Regions from separate parts of the Hordeum vulgare genome. Here region 2 is linked to region 1. The links are chromatin contacts, called in public Hi-C maps. All regions are on one chromosome and are shown on one strand. The core of a region is the stretch at or near the end of the contact, and the rest is flanking DNA. Distances in the headings are between cores, read along the strand shown. Region 1 holds the start of LOC123395317. Region 2 holds the start of LOC123395798 (beta-1,3-galactosyltransferase pvg3-like).

Evidence for each region. Hi-C and Micro-C count contacts between places; a contact is called where the count stands out from the background.
Region 2: a Hi-C map of leaf shows a contact between it and region 1, with 2.8 times the contacts expected there. The contact joins the promoter of LOC123395798 here to the promoter of LOC123395317 in region 1. A contact is called at or near these places in 2 of 6 Hi-C or Micro-C datasets (leaf and seedling).

What each region holds. Positions count from the first base shown.
Region 1 is chr5H:436,788,974-436,793,981 of MorexV3_pseudomolecules_assembly, reverse strand. It overlaps LOC123395317, which reads left to right and starts at 2,627. Exons shown (of 2, transcript XM_045090302.1): 1 at 2,627-3,038; 2 at 3,155-3,675. The coding sequence starts at 2,692. The coding sequence ends at 3,344.
Region 2 is chr5H:437,050,453-437,055,384 of MorexV3_pseudomolecules_assembly, reverse strand. It overlaps LOC123395798 (beta-1,3-galactosyltransferase pvg3-like), which reads left to right and starts at 2,276. Exons shown (of 1, transcript XM_045090829.1): 1 at 2,276-3,576. The coding sequence starts at 2,549. The coding sequence ends at 3,478.

The DNA of each region.
Region 1 (5,008 bases), core at 1,378-3,877:
TAACAGCATAAATTAATTTTGTTGAACACAAATGAAAAAGGCGTGACTCAATTGGCGATTAACCACCAGGCCTGATGACATTTGGTGCTCTACAAGAATAAATATTTTTTATATCAGTTTGGCCTAACAACATAAATTAAAACTCTAAACCCGAATGAAAAAGGTCCAGCAGTCAAACCAGCGATCTTCGTATCCCGATAGTGCAAACCAACACCCGACGAAGATTGTTTCTTATACATAGGCTAATTTGCTCAAAACAAAATATACAGAGGATAATTAATCTTATATATTGAGACCGCATTTCTATTCTTTACAAAATAAAGTATTTACTTATACATGTGCACATAATTTTTCATGAAGCATAAATATTTTGTTTCCTATAAGTACATAAACATCTTCCAAAAGCATGATAAATTTATTTATTGCATTAATAGTTTATTAAAAATGTTAATTCAAATAATACGAACATTTATTTAAATAATTTTAACCAAGGTAAAATATATTTCACTAAATATTCAAAAAAATTAATGTATTTATATAAAGGTCAAATATATTGAAAACAATAAATCACAATATACCGAGGAACAAGAATACTCATAAAGATAAAGATCGTACCCGAGGTTTCCCGCAGCATTTTTCTTAAAATATCAAAGTTTGAAAAGTAAATTAATATTTTTTGAATTATATGAACATTTATTTATATATATTTACATAAGTATTCGTATAATTTTACATATTTATGTTTTAATAAAATATTCATGCAGCATATAAACGTTTTCACATTTTGAAAAATGTTTCTGAACTTTATAGGAAGCAAATTATAAAAAATCATGTGCAACACTTACAAGTCAAACGTTTTATTGTCTAAGGAATATATATATCCTTTAGCAAACAAATTTTGGAGGCTCTGCTAGTTAATCTGAGATCTTTGGGTCGGTGGTTCCCGTTGGGTACCTTTTTCATTTGATGAGTTAAATTTTTTAATTTATGGTGTTAGCAAAAGATATGGAATTCACATATACCCTATTTATGCACGCAATGTCACATTGTCCGTTTTTGTTATATGCGCAGGACATGTTACCGATGGTTTTGGTTAGATGCCCCGTGGTTGTTATTTTTTCTCAATACGATTTGTGTTGTTTCTGACATGTGGGCCTTCGAGTGTTATTTTTTTGCGAAAAAATACAAGTTGATTTTTTTTTACAAAAAAAGCAGATCACATGCCCTGTCCAACATCCCATCATTGACAATGGCCCCATGCCATGCTGGCATGCCTCATCGGCGCCGTGGACGTATACAAACGAGTTTTGCATCATATTTGTACCGCGAAGCTAAGTTTTTTTTTGCATCAGTCCAATATACACCGCAACTTGTAGCACTAAAGTGACCAATCACGCCAAGTTCTAGTATCAATAGTGTAATTGTCTCTTTAAAAAGGTTCCATGTGTCTATTAGGAACTGTTTTATGTATTGTTCAATTTTTAATATGAATTTCTTATAGTTCACAGTTCAAATCCGACCAGGTACTTGCTTATACGTAAAGATCACCAAACATTAGCTTGGGCATAAAAGAAAGTACTGGAATGCAATATTTCTGTTTCCGAATTAAGGAGTCTCCCCCAATTCCATATCTCAAACTGATAATAGTACAAGATAGTTAAGGCGTACGGTTCCAGGGTGGACTCATTACAAGCATAACGACCAATCTTGTGCTGCTCGCCTCATCCAACAACAGAGCACAAAGCTACCAAAAGCAAATAACTTCAGTGCTCGTACTTTATTTCTAGTGTGATCGTACGAACATGTATTGTTACAAAGCTTCATTTCTAGTCTTCCAGATAGCCCACAGTTTTGTATGCTTACTATTACTACCGCTACACGTATTAAATCATGAATAAAAAGTAGCCCACAGATTTAGTAGTTACTCCTACCGCTACATGTATCGAAATCATGAAAATAATGCAGAGAAAATTCAGGTTCCTCCCATCATGTCTGTGTGTAGGAAAGCAAATGCGCACCACTTTGTGGAGAAATTTCTCTAGATTATGCGTGACAACGATGGCAGGGACTGTCTTGATACTCGAGTCGCAACGCACTTATATTAGTTATCTGCTTCAAGGGGGGCTTGCTGTGGAAGCAAGGTTCGAATCTACACTTGTCGTGGCTGCATGATACTCCAAGAGAATCTACTGAAACCAAGAGAGTAAAATTTGCAGGGTAATTAAATTTGCAGATTCTGGTACCTCCCCATTTGCAGGCCACAAATAGGATTCCTAATTACGTGTGATGCCGTGGTGTTGCAATGGTTCTGACGAGTGTTAACTTGTGCTCTGCTCACCCATCTGCTGTTTCTTCCTGTATTTTACTAACTCTATTCGTCGGTTTAGTAATTTATATCGCTCACCACCTGGCACATCTCCTTATTAATTGCTGTCAAAGTCACCAACAGCATCACCACATCAGTATCACCTGCCCCAGCCCCTGGTCAGCACATCGCCGTTGCTCCCATTGGTGGTCGACACAAGTGCATGAAAGTATATACTACAGTTCCTAGTGTTAATCTTCCAATTCTACCACGGCCACTCTGTGGACGCCAAGCGTCTTTATATACCCATGACTCCTCTCCACCCTCACCTCTCACCACTACACTGGTCCTTGGACTGAAGTGGTCACCTCCTCCTCGGCTCCACCATGCTTCCCAGGATCCAGAGGAGCATCTTCCATCTCGGGGAGGAGGGTGGTGATGTCCAAGTCCACCGCGGCGCTGATGATCGCCATGGAGATAACATTGTTGACATCCAGCGGCGCCTCGGGGGGCACACCCACGGCCGCCGGCTGCGGCGAGGAGGACGAGACGCCGCCGACGTCGTTGTCGGGCTGCAGATCCTCGTCCAGCACCACCCGCAACCGTGCCACGTCGTCCTGAAGCAGATGGTCAGCTCGCCGCCGGCGCGCCACCGCCGTCCGTGCAGCTTCTCGGGAGCCTGCTTCCTTTGCCGGAGGGAGCTCAGTCCCGACAAAGACGTGTACATGTACAGGTACTACTGCAGCCTACGTACAAGCTCGTGATCTGGAAAATTCAGAGTCGCTGAGGCGACATCGATCCGAAGGCTTCGTGCCTGGCGCATGTCTGATAGTATTGCTGTGTTTGCAGGGGCGACCAGGGGTTCTGCAGCGAGGAGTGCCGGCAGCGGCAGATCTTGGCGGACGAGGCCAGAGAGCACGAGGCCATGGTCAACAAGGAGCGTCGGGGTCTGGCGCACCGTCGTCACCACCACGGGCCACGCGCGGCACCGCCGGTGGCGATCCGGGGCGAGCCGACGAGATTACTGGCTGTATCCTAGCTTGATTATGATGCATGCACGAACATGACATCCATGAACAGAACGAGCAAGAACCTATGACGCTGGGAAGCTGGTTGCAAGTAATCGAGGTGCAAATTAAGAAGAACAATATGGATAATTGCGTATACGGCGAGGTGAGGGTGAGAGTGAGATGGTATATTATGATAGAGAGACGTTGAAGTAGGGTGCATGTTTTTTCTTCAGGCTGGTAAGTTCGGATCTGTAGCCACGATGCAACTAATGTAATCTGCTCCTGGCCGCCTGTTAATATGTGCACATCCGGTTAATTCTAGACGGAAGAAAGTAAGAAAGAATAATTGGTACACCGAAATTTGGTGGCATGATGCTGCGAAATACTTGTGATCAAGTGTTGAACTCGTGGTGTAATCCTCAACACAAGTTAGTCGTACACGTGAATCTCAAGGTGCTAGAATTTGATGCCAAGAGGAAGGCAAGGGATAAAATGATGCTGTGGCATCTAGCAGCTTGATGGGGAACACAAATGGTACCAGACTGGAATCTTCTCTGGAGCTAGAAAACGACTAACAAAATGAGAAGCAGCCATAAGATCGAAGAGCTGCAAAGAGGGAGCAGCCTAAAAGACAGGGACCGCTTGAATTATAATTTATTTCGTGGGTGGGCGGACAGAAATTTATTACTCACTCCGTTCCTAAATACGGAGTATAAGACATTTTAAAGATTTTATTATGAGCTACATACGGATGTATATTATCATATTTTAAAATATATATTCACTTATTTTACTCTGTATCTAGTCTATAATAAAATTTCTAAAAAGTCTTATATATATATATATATATATATATATATATATATATATATATATATATATATATATATATATATATATAGAAACGGAGGGAGTAGTTTTTTTTAGGTAGAACTGCATGCATGTAATTTTACAAATGTTAGCCCAAGTATTAGACCAAAAGCAGAGATCCAAGCTTTATTAGAAAGCTAAGACGAAGGAGTTGTAGGTTTGTATAATATGACCATGTTTTACTTAAGAGTATTTTGCATGACCTCTTATCTTTTTTTTTCTAGGGCTGCATGGTCTCTTAGGGCCAGTTCTTTTGAGCTCTCATGTGGAAATAAGCTTCTATGAGAATAAGTTTCAAATAAGCTCATGTAAAAATAAGCTCCATATAATAAGCTAGCCAGTTCTTTTTTTATGTCTGTTTTTTCAGCTTATATATGGTATGAGTAGTGAAAAGTCTATAGTACCCTTGAAGTGGAGCTGGAGTGGGTCGTCGGTCTGATCAGGACAGGGGACGGGGGTCCTTCGCTGGAGTGGGTCGTCGGCCCGGGTTGGACGCCGTCTGTCGGAGTGGAGCCCCAGCCGCCCGTCGGAGTGGAGTTGTTGCTTCTAGGTCGCAGAGAAGGGTGGAGTCGCACCAGACGGAGGGAGGGGTCGCACCCAAGGGAGGAGAGGAGCAGCGGCGGGAGGCCTACCCGTCGGACATGTCAACGAAGATGGCCGCGTCGAGGGGCTGGGGCCGGCGGCGAAGGCTAGCTGGAGAATCGAGGGCGGCCGAGGAAAGTGCCAAAAACGACGACGACGGAGAGAAGGGTCGGGAGCGACGGCGACGGATGGAAGGGCGCCGGCGGAGGGAAGGACCGGGAGCGGCGGTGTCGGAGGGAAG
Region 2 (4,932 bases), core at 1,027-3,526, 260 kb before region 1:
ATAATAGAAATGAAACAAGTCATGTAATATAAAGATGAGACAATAAATGGCATGTGCACATATAAACTAGAAGAGAACATATGTAGAACAGAGGATAATATCAGCTCGTTCCCGCAACGCTGGCGAGGCTAGCGGAGGAGGAGCGCGTGAATGTCCCTCTTGTTATCATGGTCATACATGTGGGGTAACAGGTCCAACTTTCATCAAATTAGCAATGTGAGACTAAACTTTGATTTCATCTTTTGCCTTGAACGAATGGGTTGCGTGGGTCTTTAGAATTTATTAAGAATTTTTAAAATTGTTATTGAGCTGATCCAAAAATACACAAAACTCTAGCATTTCATACACGAGAGTATTGGTGTAGCATGAAGATTCCTGCTCCCTTCGCCACACCGATAATTCAAAGCACAGCACAACCCACGTCATGGGACAGTGTCTGTATTCAAGCTAGCACAGTGCACTTGCTGCTCCTAGATAGATACTTCTACTTATCAAGACGTGGGTACACAAGCACATCACACATTCAAACACCAGCCCCTCGAGTTAGAAAAGAAGAAAAGTACGCAGCCAGGGGCAGGGGGGCCTCACACGACTCGCTGATTGTCACAAGCCCAACTCGCAGTAGATGACAAGTCTGCATTCTGCAAGGACCCTACTGATTCGACGACGTCTTAACAACATATGTAGTGGAAGAGGGCTCTCAACTGGACGAGACATAGACGCAGAGGACTCCGTCCGTGCACAGATGCATTGGTGGTGCACACCTCGCCTACCTCGCATGATTCATTGATACTGATAGCGATAGGTACCGGTCTCTGTACTACGAGTCGATCATACCAGTCATTGCCGAGCTCTTTTCGGGCTGTCTTCAGGATGGACGCGTACTGGACTTTGCTCGATCCGTCGAGCCGGGCGATTTCGTTTAGGTAGGACCAGCAAAAGGGCCATGCGTTGTAATGGAAGAAAGAAATATCACACGCTCTTAATTTATAAAAAATGGTCTATAATCTGAGAATTTGTAATTACAACACAAATAAAGATGGTCTTATCCTATAAAAATGCACTTCAAAATTTCACAGGTCTTCTATTTTAACACGGCTTACATGTAGATTTAATACGTATAAAGAATCAGTCAAGTGACCTTCAGTTTCATCTCTAATCCTGATTTTGTTGACGTGTTCATCCCAACCCGAATGAGTACCGGTATGAAAGAAAGACGAATAATGACTTATTTATTAAGATTGCACCCTAGATAGTATTTTTATTAAACGTTTAATAGATAAAATAATATCATATTTAAATTCTCCATATTTTTCTAATCAAATTTCATATATAATATGTTAAATTTGGAGTTACGGTTTAAAAGATATGAGTATTTTAAAAAACATTTAATATATACTACGAGTTTAATGTCATAAACAGTAAGGACATTTTTGTAAAATCACCTCGGTGGGTTTTCCGACGGAGGCGCTAGCCTTTTTATTATTAGGTAAAGATAGGAGCCTCCTGCCCAGGTCTCGTGGACTCCGTCCTCCTCATCAAATTATACTTAGGCCAGAAGCACACGCTGACGAGATACCTGCGTCGACCCGTATATACTACTCTACTACTGTACCTGCGTCGACACAGTAGTAATTCACCTGGAAGAACGTAGTTGGTGCTACGGCCGTGACCCATGAATTTCGGGGAAAACACGTGCCGTGCCCGAGCAAGTAGGCGTTCCCTTCCCGACTACGGGGACGCGTGCTCGCCGAACGGGGATGACTTCGGGGGACGGTCGATGGGTTGGAATCGGTCTGGTGACTCCGGGCTCAGGAAGCATTGCCGGAGTCCAAATAAACGGAGCAATCTCCCGATCGATTCCGCCGGTGCAGTGGATGGATCCCGCGTCGTGTGCTCCGCCGGCTCACGTCTCTGCTGCTGTCGTGAGGGGCACTACACGCTGCTCCTCTGCCTTCCGTCGACCGTCCTGGTAATGAGACGCGAAATTAATACTACCTGCTATTTTTATACTCCATATAAGCGCAATGTTCTGCGAGTGCTTGGAAAGACGTGCGCTCACGCGTCTCTCTCCTTGTAAGAGTATATACCATCGAATGCCATGTGGTTCGTCGTTGTAACAAACGCTGAAATGTTTTTCAGAGAATATTACAGTGATATACACTAGTGAAATTCCGTCGTGTATGACCGGTCAACGTTCCATGTAAAAATGCAGTAGCGTCATGCATAAGAAATGAGTCAATATACTGTAGATTTGGAGAGAATAATGATTGAATGTGAACTGGAGCAAACTATAGCTCAGCCTCAGCTAACCGTGGAAATTACACTCAGTTTTGTCAGCTATCACTACTTGTCGCACGGTTTCCTTACTGCAGGGTGCTGTGTCGTAATCGGCGAATCGGCTCGTCCCGTCAGTCGTTCCACGATTTCTCTGATCGATCAGATGGATCAGTGGGTCTGCAGTAGGGAGGCCAACTTAAGCTTGGCGATATAACTCGTTGCACACTCCGCAGCACGCAGCGCTTCCATTCCATCAAATCAACCGGCCATGACCATGATGAAGGCGCCCACGTCCACCTCCTACCTCATCCTGGCTCCCGTCGCGATCCTGCTCCTCGTCTTCCTGCTCTCATCGCTCAACCGTGCCGGCTCCGATGGCCTCGGTGTCCTCTGCACCCGGCGCGCCGGCGCCGGACAGTACACCGGCGTGTCGGCGCGGGCCGAGGCGGAGGATGTCCCGGAGCCGGAGCTGAGCCTGCTGGTCGGCATCCTGACGATGCCGAAGCGGCGGGAGCGGCGCGACATCGTGCGGCTGGCGTACGCGCTGCAGCCGCCGCCGGCGGCGGGCGCGCGGGTGGACGTGCGCTTCGTGTTCTGCAACGTGACGGACCCGGTGGAGGCGGCGCTGGTGGCGCTGGAGATCATGCGGCACGGCGACATCATCGTGCTCGACTGCGCCGAGAACATGAACGACGGCAAGACGTACGCCTACTTCTCGTCCGTGCCGCGGCTGTTCGCGGCGGCGCCCTACGACTACGTGATGAAGACCGACGACGACACGTACCTGCGGGTGGCGGCGCTGGTGGAGGAGCTCCGGCCCCGGCCGCGCCACGACGTGTACCTCGGCTACGGCTACAACATGAGCGGCGACCCGATGCTGTTCATGCACGGCATGGGGTACGTCATGTCCTGGGACCTGGCGAGCTGGGTGTCGACGGCGGAGGAGATCCTGGCGCGGAACGACACGCTGGGGCCGGAGGACCTGATGCTCGGCAAGTGGCTCAACCTCGCCGGCAAGGGGAAGAACAGGTACGACCTCAAGCCGCGGATGTACGACCTCAGCTGGGACATGGACAACCTGCGGCCGGACAGCGTCGCCGTGCACATGCTCAAGGACAACCGACGCTGGGCGACCACGCTCCAGTACTTCAACGTCACCGCCGGGATCAGGCCGTCCAAGCTGTACCACCTGCCGTGATCGATCGCTTGTTTTAGTTCTTGGTTCGTGCGCCGTGTATTCGTCAACTCTGTGTACATCTGAATTTTTTTAGTCGAGAGATTTCGATCGAACATGCATTATGCATATTGGCTGTGTAGCCGAGCGGAAGTACTACGAGGATGGGAGAGCACGTGTTGGCCCGCTCGAAGCCGCCGGGCAAGGTGCGGAAGCATCTCATCTCGGCTCGGGGCTTGCTTTTCGGTGTAGCTGTCTTGCTGACGGTCGCATGGACCTTGCCGTTCGTGCATTTATTGATTGATCGCGTCATGTTGGTCCCCTTGGAGCGCGATTCTGGGATAAACTTTCGTTGGCAGCAGCGAGCTTTCGCGGTGGCGGCCGTACACGAGGATAACCAATTACGTGTATTTATTAGCGTTTCAAAAAATATTAAAGATCATAGTTTGAGCTCTTTAAAACTAGAAATCATATGAATACGATTCAACAAACTTTTTTTGAGCAACTTTATGTGCTAGATGAAATAATTTTAGTGCTATAGACAAGCAACTCCTTTCTCCCCTTAGTATGACTATCTATTCAAAGAATTCTTCTAAGTTGGTTACCACGACTAACAGTTGACTAGATTCATCTCTAAAAACTTTCCATAATTAAACAATGATGATCAATTGCTTATGATTGATGCTCAGTTGCCTAAATACTGTGAAATTGCTCAATTTTGATGCTCAGTTGCCTACAAAATACTATGAAATTGCTCAGTTTTCATGCTCAGTGGCTTATTACCCATGGTCAATTGCCTATGTTTTATGTTCAGTTGCCTGCTATTTGTGAACAGTTGTCATAATTGCACTCGAGTATCATAAAAAGCTAGCAACTTTTAATGTGTTTTTTACGCAACTCTAGTGTATTCAACAAGCAAATCATGTGTATACACACGATGCAATTCATCTAGCACCAAAGTTGTTTCTGTTTAGCTCTAAAGTTGCCTCATAAAACATCGAAGTTGCTTTTGAAAAAAATTCTTCAAAACATATTCATATGGGATCTCGTTTTGAATAGTTCGTCACGAGGAACCAAACGGTGAAAACATATCATAATTTCGACACATGGTTTGATAGCTGTAACTTTTTGATTTTTTTCATACATGAATTAATGGACAACCAACGCATGCCGAGCCGAGCATGCACATCCGACGTATAATTTAACCATTTCAGTTTGGAAATAACTGACCACATTTGCCATGTGGTGTTGGAAATATGCCCTAGATGCAATAATAATTTGGTTATTGTTATATTTCCTTGTTCATGAGAATTGTCTATTATTCATGCTATAATTGTATTAACCGGAAACCGTAATGCATGTGTGAATACATAGACCACGACATGTCCCTAGTGAGCCTCTAGTTGACTAGCTCGTTGATCAATAGATGATCATGGTTTCCTAATCATGGACATTGGATGTCGTTGATAACGGGACCA